Linked DNA regions of Mus musculus: regions 1 and 2 are each linked to region 3. Evidence: chromatin contacts called from public targeted proximity ligation data. All regions are on one chromosome and are shown on one strand. The core of a region is the stretch at or near the end of the contact, and the rest is flanking DNA. Distances in the headings are between cores, read along the strand shown. Region 1 overlaps Gm35438 (a long non-coding RNA gene). Region 2 holds the start of Vldlr (very low density lipoprotein receptor). Region 3 has its middle 19 kb from the start of Gm35554.

Region 1 (2,700 bases), core at 133-2,632, 230 kb after region 3:
AAAAGGCAGGAGAGTGCTGGCTGCTGCTACTCTGATGGAAGAGACTCGGGGAGATAAAAGTGCAGTGAGATAGGGCAGGATCCACTGCTGTGGGTGACTATGTGGTTGTCTTAATCGGGGTTTCTATTCCTGCACAATCATCATGACCAAGAAGCAAATTGGGGAGGAAAGGGTTTATTCAGCTTACATTTCCACATTGCTGTTCATCACTGAAGGAAGTCAGGACTGGAACTCAAGCAGGTCAGGAAGCAGGAGCTGATGCAGAGGCCATGGAGGGATGTTCTTTACTGGCTTGCTTCCCCTGGCTTGCTCAGCCTGCTCTCCTATAGAACTCAAGACTACCAGCCCAGAGATGGTCCCACCCACAAGGGGCCTTTCCCCCTTGATCACTAATTGAGAAAATGCCTTACAGTTGGATCTCATGGAGGCATTTCCCCAACTGAAGCTCCTTTCTCTGTGATAACTCCAGCTGTGTCAAGTTGACACAAAACTAGCCAGTACAGTGGTCATCCTAGGCAAACTCCATGGGGCGTTCAGTTTCCCTGCTGTTAACTTCCCTTTCTCTACGTCTGGCTGGAGGCCACCTGAAGTCAGCTATCTTCTCCTATATTTACTACATGCCTGGCTGGCTGTCAGGCATCACAGGTGGCAATGCCACATGGAACATGTCTGTCCAGGGGGTAAAGACACTCAGCAATACAACAAAGACACCTGAGGGGGGGGGGTAGTTTTGGAAGGTGAGTGAGACCTGTCTTGTATTATTCACATTAGTTTCTTCCCCTATATTCCTCAGCATTCGGTCCTGCTTCTCTCTCTTCCCCTCATCAATGCTAAGTTGCTGATTTCTCCTGATCCTAAGACCTTCCCTATTGGACAGAGGTAATCAGGGTGATATGTTTCCTCCTGGAGCTTATGTATATACACAAGGCATGGCCAGGAAGCAGAAAGAATAGTCCTAATTCATGCTTTTATTTTTTTTAACTCTTGTTTTTAAATCCCAATGTATCTTTAATAACATGTCTGTAGGTAAAGAGTCACAGGCTGTGATGGTGGCCTGGCAGCTCACATTCCTTCCACCTCTGCCACATCCAGGCCCATGAGATGACTGCTACATGTTTACATTTTGTAGTCACACCCATGGCTGGAAAAATGAGGAAATGAGGTGTGTGTGGGGAGGGGTGGGGGGGTTTCTCCTATTGAAGCTTGGTTTCCCATCCAGGAAGAGATTTCTTCCCGAATTGGCCCAAACCAACCAAGTTGAGGAAAATAACATACTTCACAGTCAAGATTCTTATTTTTCAGTTTGTATTTTTTCACATGGCTTACTCACAGTGACTCATACGAAGATTCACACACAATGTGAGCCTTGGCTTTGCCTTTGATAGAGATGACTGCCTACAGCGAGGCTGTAGTTGCTTAAATAACTTGAATTCTGCTCATTCAACATCCCTGTTTCTGTGCCAACAGGGACAGGAACAGCCATGACGACAAAATTGCAATGGTTTGTTTTTTTTTTAAACTGTAAGTTTTCATTGGTCTTAGAAGAAGAGTCAAGAGCAGGGTTGACTCCGAAGTACATGGAGTATAGGAGACTTTCTGCCCCTAGGAAGGTGCCTACTCTTATGTACACCCCCAACTTGCTAGGCCACTTTAAGGCGATGTGTATGGGAAGGATACATATCTACATGGTGAAACTGAGAAGCGGCACTTGAATGGGATGGTCACAGCTCAAAGCAGGACTTAGGGGCAGAGTAACTGTGGACAGGAAGAGACTGTAGCAGTGGATGAATAAGGGTGGAAGGCAGGGAAGGCAGAATGGCTTGAATGGTTCAAGCTACAAAGAACACTAAACAAGAAATACAATGACCAGGGAAGAAATGAGAAGGAATCCTGCAGGGGCCTGAAACTGGAAAAAAGTCTATCACTCTGAAGGACCAGAAGTTGGCTTTTCACAGGGAGGTGAGTCTCTAGAAGGAGTAAACAGGCCACTATGTAGTGAGGAGCTAGACCTCTTTCAATCCGCTTCTATAGATTCACAGGACATTCATTTGAAGGCTAAGGTGGTTCTGCAGAGGGTTTGGTAATCTGGAGATTTGGAAACTGATAGAGATCTGTTGGAGATTGGTTTTAATGAATTGATTCAATCAGGAATCTGCGTGCCCAAATGCTAAAGGTCCTTGTCCCAAGTTGGTTTTTGATCAATCAATAAAGATGCCAATGGCTAATGGCTGGGTACAGGGCAGGACACTTAGAGTTGTTTGGGTAGGACAAGAGAGGAACGGGGCAGATTTGCCATGTCTAGGGTAAGAAGAATATAACACGGTAGTGGCAGGAGATAAAGCCAACCAGCCATGTGAGATTTCAGATTAATGGCCACTGGCCACTTTTTCTATTGGGCCTGGGGTAGCAGGGGAAGTTTTAGGACTGCCCAGCCTTTGAGGTAGCCAAGGCATTTAAAAATAAGCTAATGTAATCTACAGATTCAATGCAATCCCCATCAAAATTCCAACTCAATTCTTCAACGAATTAGAAGGAGCAATTTGCAAATTCATCTGGAATAACAAAAAACCTAGGATAGCAAAAACTCTTCTCAAGGATAAAAGAACCTCTGGTGGAATCACCATGCCTGACCTAAAGCTTTACTACAGGGCAATTGTGATAAAAACTGCATGGTACTGGTATAGAGACAGACAAGTAGAC
Region 2 (2,700 bases), core at 179-2,678, 150 kb after region 3:
CGTTCAGTTATCTCAGAGACCCCAGAGGTTTTTAAAAGCCGCAGTAGCTGCGGAATCCCCGGGGATGGGAGAAAGAAAAGCACTCGGAGGACAGTCCAGTTGAAAGCCACTCTTGGAGCCCGAGAGACGGCCCGGCGCCTGGGGAGTCTCAGTCCCGGGCGCAGGCTGCGTACTTGTCATGGCTCGGCCTCCAGGCTGCCGCCCACCGAACGTGCGCTTGCTCACGGCAGCGCGAGGACTCCCGGCTCGGCCGGCACCTGGCGCCCGGTGTCCTCGGAGACGCCCACCTTCACCCACTGTGCGCTCTCAACCCTGCTTAAGTCTGAGGGGCGCACTCGGGCTTCCAGGCCCCGTGCTCTGCCACGGTCCTAACAGCCCGCCTGGCAGAGGAGGCAGAACCATTGTTCAGTGGCTCCAAAGCCCACATCCCCTAGCCCTTGTCAATGGGGGGTGAAAACCATGTAAAACAGAGGTTCTGGGAAGAAGGGGGACACAGAAGAATGACAACAAGTTCAAGGGACGCTTTAGGACACCCTAAACCCCACCGTCCCCCGGGCCTGGCTCCCAGTAACCTCGGCTCTGACAGCTCAGAGGCGCCACCCGGGTGGGGAGGGGAGGCAGGAGAGGAGCGTGGAGAGGCGCCTGCTAGGAGGGGATGGGCAAGAGGAGCCCCGGGGTCCCCCAGAACGCGGCGATCGCGGACGCCTCGGCTTGTTTCGGGCCGAGTGCGGAGGGGCGCGTCCCCACTCACCGCTTGCAGTGGCGCCGCTGTCCCGGGGCGCCCAGCACAGCGCGAGCAGCAGCCACAGCGCCCAGCGCGCGGACGTGCCCATGCTGCCCGCCCGGATGGTGCCTCCGTCGCGCCGTCGTTGTCGCCGTTCGCTCCGCACAACAAGTTACCAGCCCTTCGGAGAGGAAGAAGGAGGTGGGGGCGGGGAGGGAGGAGACGAGGAGGAGGGGGAAGGAGTGAAGAGCCGGGAGCACGGAGAGCACGCAAGGAGCGGGCACCCTTTCCCTGCAACTTGCACACTCTACTCCCCGCCAGCCACCCACCCAACCACCCACCCGGTCACCTCCCCCGCCGCGGCCGCGGTGTGCGCGCGGACCCTGCGGGCGGAAAATAATGCAGGCGTTGCAGAGAAGGGGAGGGAGAGGGGAGGGAACGGCGCGGGAGGAGGGGGCGGGGAGCCCGTTCGCCACCGAGGACAGCTCAAGTGAGCGGTTTGGGGGCAACCACCCGGGCGGCCGCAGGAGCGCGGCCGAGCGGCGCGGGGACCCCAGCGGGGGAGCTCAGCCCAGCAGCTCAGGCACGCACCGCTCTCCCGCGCGCAGTGAGGAGGGTGCGGGGGCAAGTGGCAGCGTGCGTGCGTGAGTGGCTGGGGCTGGGGCTGTCGCCGCCGCCATCCGGATGGCTCCAGGGGCTCGACTGCTCCGCGCGTTGGCCCGGGGCTCACGGGGGACCCGGGGCGGCCGCTGGTTGGCTCGCGCACCGTCCTCACCTCCAATCCCGGGTGCCTGTCCTAATTTCCTGATCCAGGGAACCTGCGGCCGCAGCAGCTGTGCGCTCCCTAGCTCCCTACAGTTGCTACTGTACCCTCCTGGCGCCTTGGCTAGGAGCGCTGATGCAACTATTGCTGCTCTTGCCACCGCCTCCAGGCTTGATGGGGCTGGCAGTTGAGGGGTCTGGGGGGCAGCAAGGAACCCTTTTCCTCCCTCTCCTGAGCCCCTAGGAAGGGCTGATGTAGTGAGGTCGGTAGGTAGCATCTTCCGGGGGACTCTTCTTTCCAACCTGAAAGTGATGAAGAGGAGGGGTGCGAAAGCTCCGCTGTTCTGCTGTGGGGTTCGGAGTCCCATCTCAATGGCAAGCTGAGATGCCATTTTGTTAAAAATTAAATGTGGCTTTAAGTAAGAGTGTGTGAAAGAGAAAGAGAGAAAGAACAAGAGCGCTCCCGCGGTTGTGGCTTGTCCTCTGTAATAGAACAAGACTAAAATAACCGAGTCTGGGATGGGGAGGAGGGAAATTGCCAGCGCAGCTCTGCATTCTCTCATCAACGATTAGAGTTAATTGCTAATTGCACAAAATGATAGTTTGAGGGCCTGTAATTAAAAGCTTAACCTTTTTCTGGTTGGAGGAAGGGGACCCCGGTAGATTTATTCTTGGTATAGTTTGTAACGTTCAATTATAAGCATTGTGGAGGGAAAGAAGTCAACCCTCCCAGAGAGGATAGATTGGAGGGAGGTGGGTGCCAGACAGGACCTAAGTTTATGGTTTGTTCTTAGTGTACTTCAGTTTTCTTGAACACATCGCCTTGGTTGAGATGCTTTCTGTGGTATACCACAGATTTTTCCAAATTATTTCACCTGTTAATATGTGTGTATGTGCTTCTGTTTTATAAGTTGCTGTACCTCGAATGAATCAAAGTTGACAGATTTCAGATTCCATGTCCTAGCTTCCTTCTGGCATTGTAATGTCACCTTGGTTCTCTTGAGCAGTTCTCTGGGGACAGTCTACTAGGAGAGATGTTCTCATGTACCCAGGAGACCCTGGGGGTAATTCTCAGCCAGGGTACATTTTGATCGGTGTAATTTAGCCTCATTGTGATGGATAATCTCACATGCAGATGGGGTCTTTCAAAGCTGCTCACTGTGGATGCTGTTGTGTATAATCAGAGGGTAGGAGATGGGCGGAAACTGCATGGT
Region 3 (2,700 bases), core at 189-2,688:
TGGACACTCTCCCCAGCCAGGGGACCCAAGGAGATCTTTTTAGTGGTTCCTCATCTGATCTTTAATCCTACTTTAAACTTCATTGCTTAGACTCCAAGCCACACACACCCTGTATCCTTCTGCCCTCGGAGACTCATTGTGTGTGGTAGCCGCTACCTGAAAACACGAAGCTTATACTCTTTTTTCAGACAATGCCACTCCTACAACATTAACTCAAATAGCTGTCATGTTCTCTCTCTCTCTCTCTCTCTCTCTCTCTCTCTCTCTCTCTCTCTCTCCCTTTTCAGCCCACACTCACTTTCCCAACTTCCAAATTAAAAAAATAAAATTAAATAAAAATAAAAACAAAACACCTTGCTGGAGTCTTCTCATAATTCTCAATTTTGACTCTGAAATAGCAAAATTAAAACTTACCTACTCTACGAGATTCAAATATACTAAAAATCAAGAAAAGCATTCTAAAAATATCTTTTTTAAAAATCTTATCTAAGGCAGAAATGGTAGTAAAGAGAAGCTAAATTAAAAAAAAATAAATTATCCTATCTTATATAAACAAGTACACACAAAGTAACCCTGGCAGTTGGTGCCCTGCCCAGCAGTTTGAGAAATGAGACAAAAAGAAAACCTTCAGAGGCTTTTCAGCTTTCAGAGCAATCCCTGCTCCAGGGGGACGTGACCTTGGCTGTGTCAGGAAAGTTCCTGGGCTGGCAGCTTTGTAAACTGTGAGTCATAATCCTGTCACCAAACAGAGAGGGTCAATCTTTCAGAGAGGGGGGATGGGGCTGGAGTACCAGGTTCCCAGGGCCCAGTCAGTTACCCAGTATGGCAGTTTACTGATTGGTGTTAAGGTTCAGTCTCTAGTTAAAGAATCACAGTACGTCTGCTGAGTACCGGATGCTGTGGCGATAGCAGTGAACAAGACAAACGGGGTCTCGCCCCTGCATGCTTAACATCTGTTCGTCTTCTCCCTGTAGGGAAACTGCACACGAAGTCAATTTATGATCAGAAAGTTGTGTCGGGACCCTGAAACCAAAAGCAAAATTAAAATGGTGATGCTCTGTGCAGCACTTCGTGAAGTATGCCTGCCCAAGTGCGGGTCCGTGGGGCTAGTCATCTTCTCCTGAACAAATGCTGGAGATGGAAATTAACTTGGGGGTGTTCAGGTTGTTTTTCTTTTTATCCCTTGTATGATACTGGCGCTTGAACAAAGATCTCCTACACCCTGGGCAAATCCTCTGCCGATGAGCTACATCTTTAATCTCTCTCTCTCTCTCTCTCTCTCTCTCTCTCTCTCTCTCTCTCTCTCTCTCTCTCTCTCTCTCACACACACACACACACACACACACACACACACACACACACACCAGGTATGTATGGAGGGGCATGCTTAGAATATTAGCATTCAGGAGGTAGAGGAAGGCAGATCTGACATCAAGGTCCAAACGGTCTAGAAAGTGAGTCAGAGCAGCCAGAGCTGAACAGCGAGGCGCTGTCTCAACAAAACAAAGCAAAGAATAAAACAAATTGAAATGAAACAAAGTTGGTTAGAAGACTGTAAACAATAACCATGAATACTTGCCCCATTCTGATTTCCCGTGGTTAACATCTTATCCCAAATATTTCCAGGTATTTTTCTCTTTTAAAGAAAAATCCTTTTTGTTGTTTTAGTGAAAAAAAATAATGGTTTTTATGGAGAGTGCACGTAACGAAGAGTAGCACAAAGGTCAGGGCTTAAAAATATTTACTCAGAATATGACACCCAGAAATAGTTTACAATTAATATTATTTTAACTCTTATTTATTTATTTATTCATTCATTCATTCATTCATTCATTCATTTAATATAGTCTTAGTTTGGAATACAGACTGGCTTCAAATTTGCTATGTATCCATGCTATTCTTGAATTCAAGATCCTCCTACCTCAGCCTCCCAAATGCTAAGATTACAGGCATGCACCACTACACCCAGCTTGTCCAAACACTTCCTTATAAACACATTCTATTTGAAGCAAGGTAGATTGAATGGCAGTGATTTTGTGTTTTTTTTTTTTAAAAGCATCCTGTTCTATGGGATTGTTTTAGAAGAAAAATAGAAATACAGAAAAAAGGAACAATTGAACTTCAGAATATTATTTTTTTAATCTACAAGAGAAAGATTATTTATGCTTAAAAAGGTAATTGTGAGAAACATTGGCACCGGAGCTTATAAAAGCATTTTGTTAGCATATCTTATGACTTCATTATGACATTTTCACACACATCACACACACAGTGTATTTCTATCACATCCACCATCTTCCCCCTCTCCTACTCCCTCTCACCCCCCTCCTTCAGCGGATTTTATAAGTCGATGTCAGTCGCCTTTATCTTACAGGAATATGGCATTTCAATACGCATTTGTCTTTCTCCTTCTCCAGATCTCTGGTTTTGTTATGCTAGCTTCTGTATGTCTGTGTGTTTACACACGCAGATGCACATACATGTGTTGACTATCACTGTATATTTGCTGTCACAGATTTGACCACTGCATTCTGTCTACAGCCTTCATTCCCATTTCTGTCTAGTATTAGCTTGACACTCACTGAATTTGACTTAGTACTTAGTCTTGTTTTTGTGTGTACGCTCCTGAGTTTTCTTTTGCATTCTTTGTAAATTAGCTGGCTACTGATTTCCGATTACTGGATATTGGCACTGTGCTTG

Evidence for each region.
Region 1: a targeted proximity ligation map of pancreatic cancer cells shows a contact between it and region 3. A contact is called at or near these places in 3 of 484 Hi-C or Micro-C datasets (the NIH/3T3 cell line and embryonic stem cells) and 1 of 130 datasets of targeted methods (pancreatic cancer cells).
Region 2: a contact with region 3 is called in a targeted proximity ligation map of pancreatic cancer cells. A contact is called at or near these places in 3 of 39 promoter capture datasets (3T3-L1-derived adipocytes, HPC-7-derived erythroid cells and embryonic stem cells), 12 of 484 Hi-C or Micro-C datasets (MC3T3-E1-derived osteoblasts, brown adipocytes, granulosa cells and 3 more), 5 of 130 datasets of targeted methods (embryonic stem cells, extraembryonic endoderm stem cells and pancreatic cancer cells) and 1 of 9 other capture datasets (adipose tissue).

The regions. Positions count from the first base shown.
Region 1 is chr19:27,133,248-27,135,947 of GRCm38.p6, reverse strand. The region is part of intron 6 of Gm35438 (a long non-coding RNA gene); the gene reads left to right. Among named protein-coding and RNA genes, the nearest start is that of Vldlr, 82 kb to the left of the region's middle.
Region 2 is chr19:27,215,748-27,218,447 of GRCm38.p6, reverse strand. Vldlr (very low density lipoprotein receptor) reads right to left here and starts at 1,428. Exons shown (of 18, transcript NM_001161420.1): 1 at 752-1,428. The coding sequence starts at 833. The region is part of intron 3 of Gm35438 (a long non-coding RNA gene); the gene reads left to right.
Region 3 is chr19:27,362,834-27,365,533 of GRCm38.p6, reverse strand. It overlaps the pseudogene Gm50113. Among named protein-coding and RNA genes, the nearest start is that of Gm35554, 19 kb to the right of the region's middle.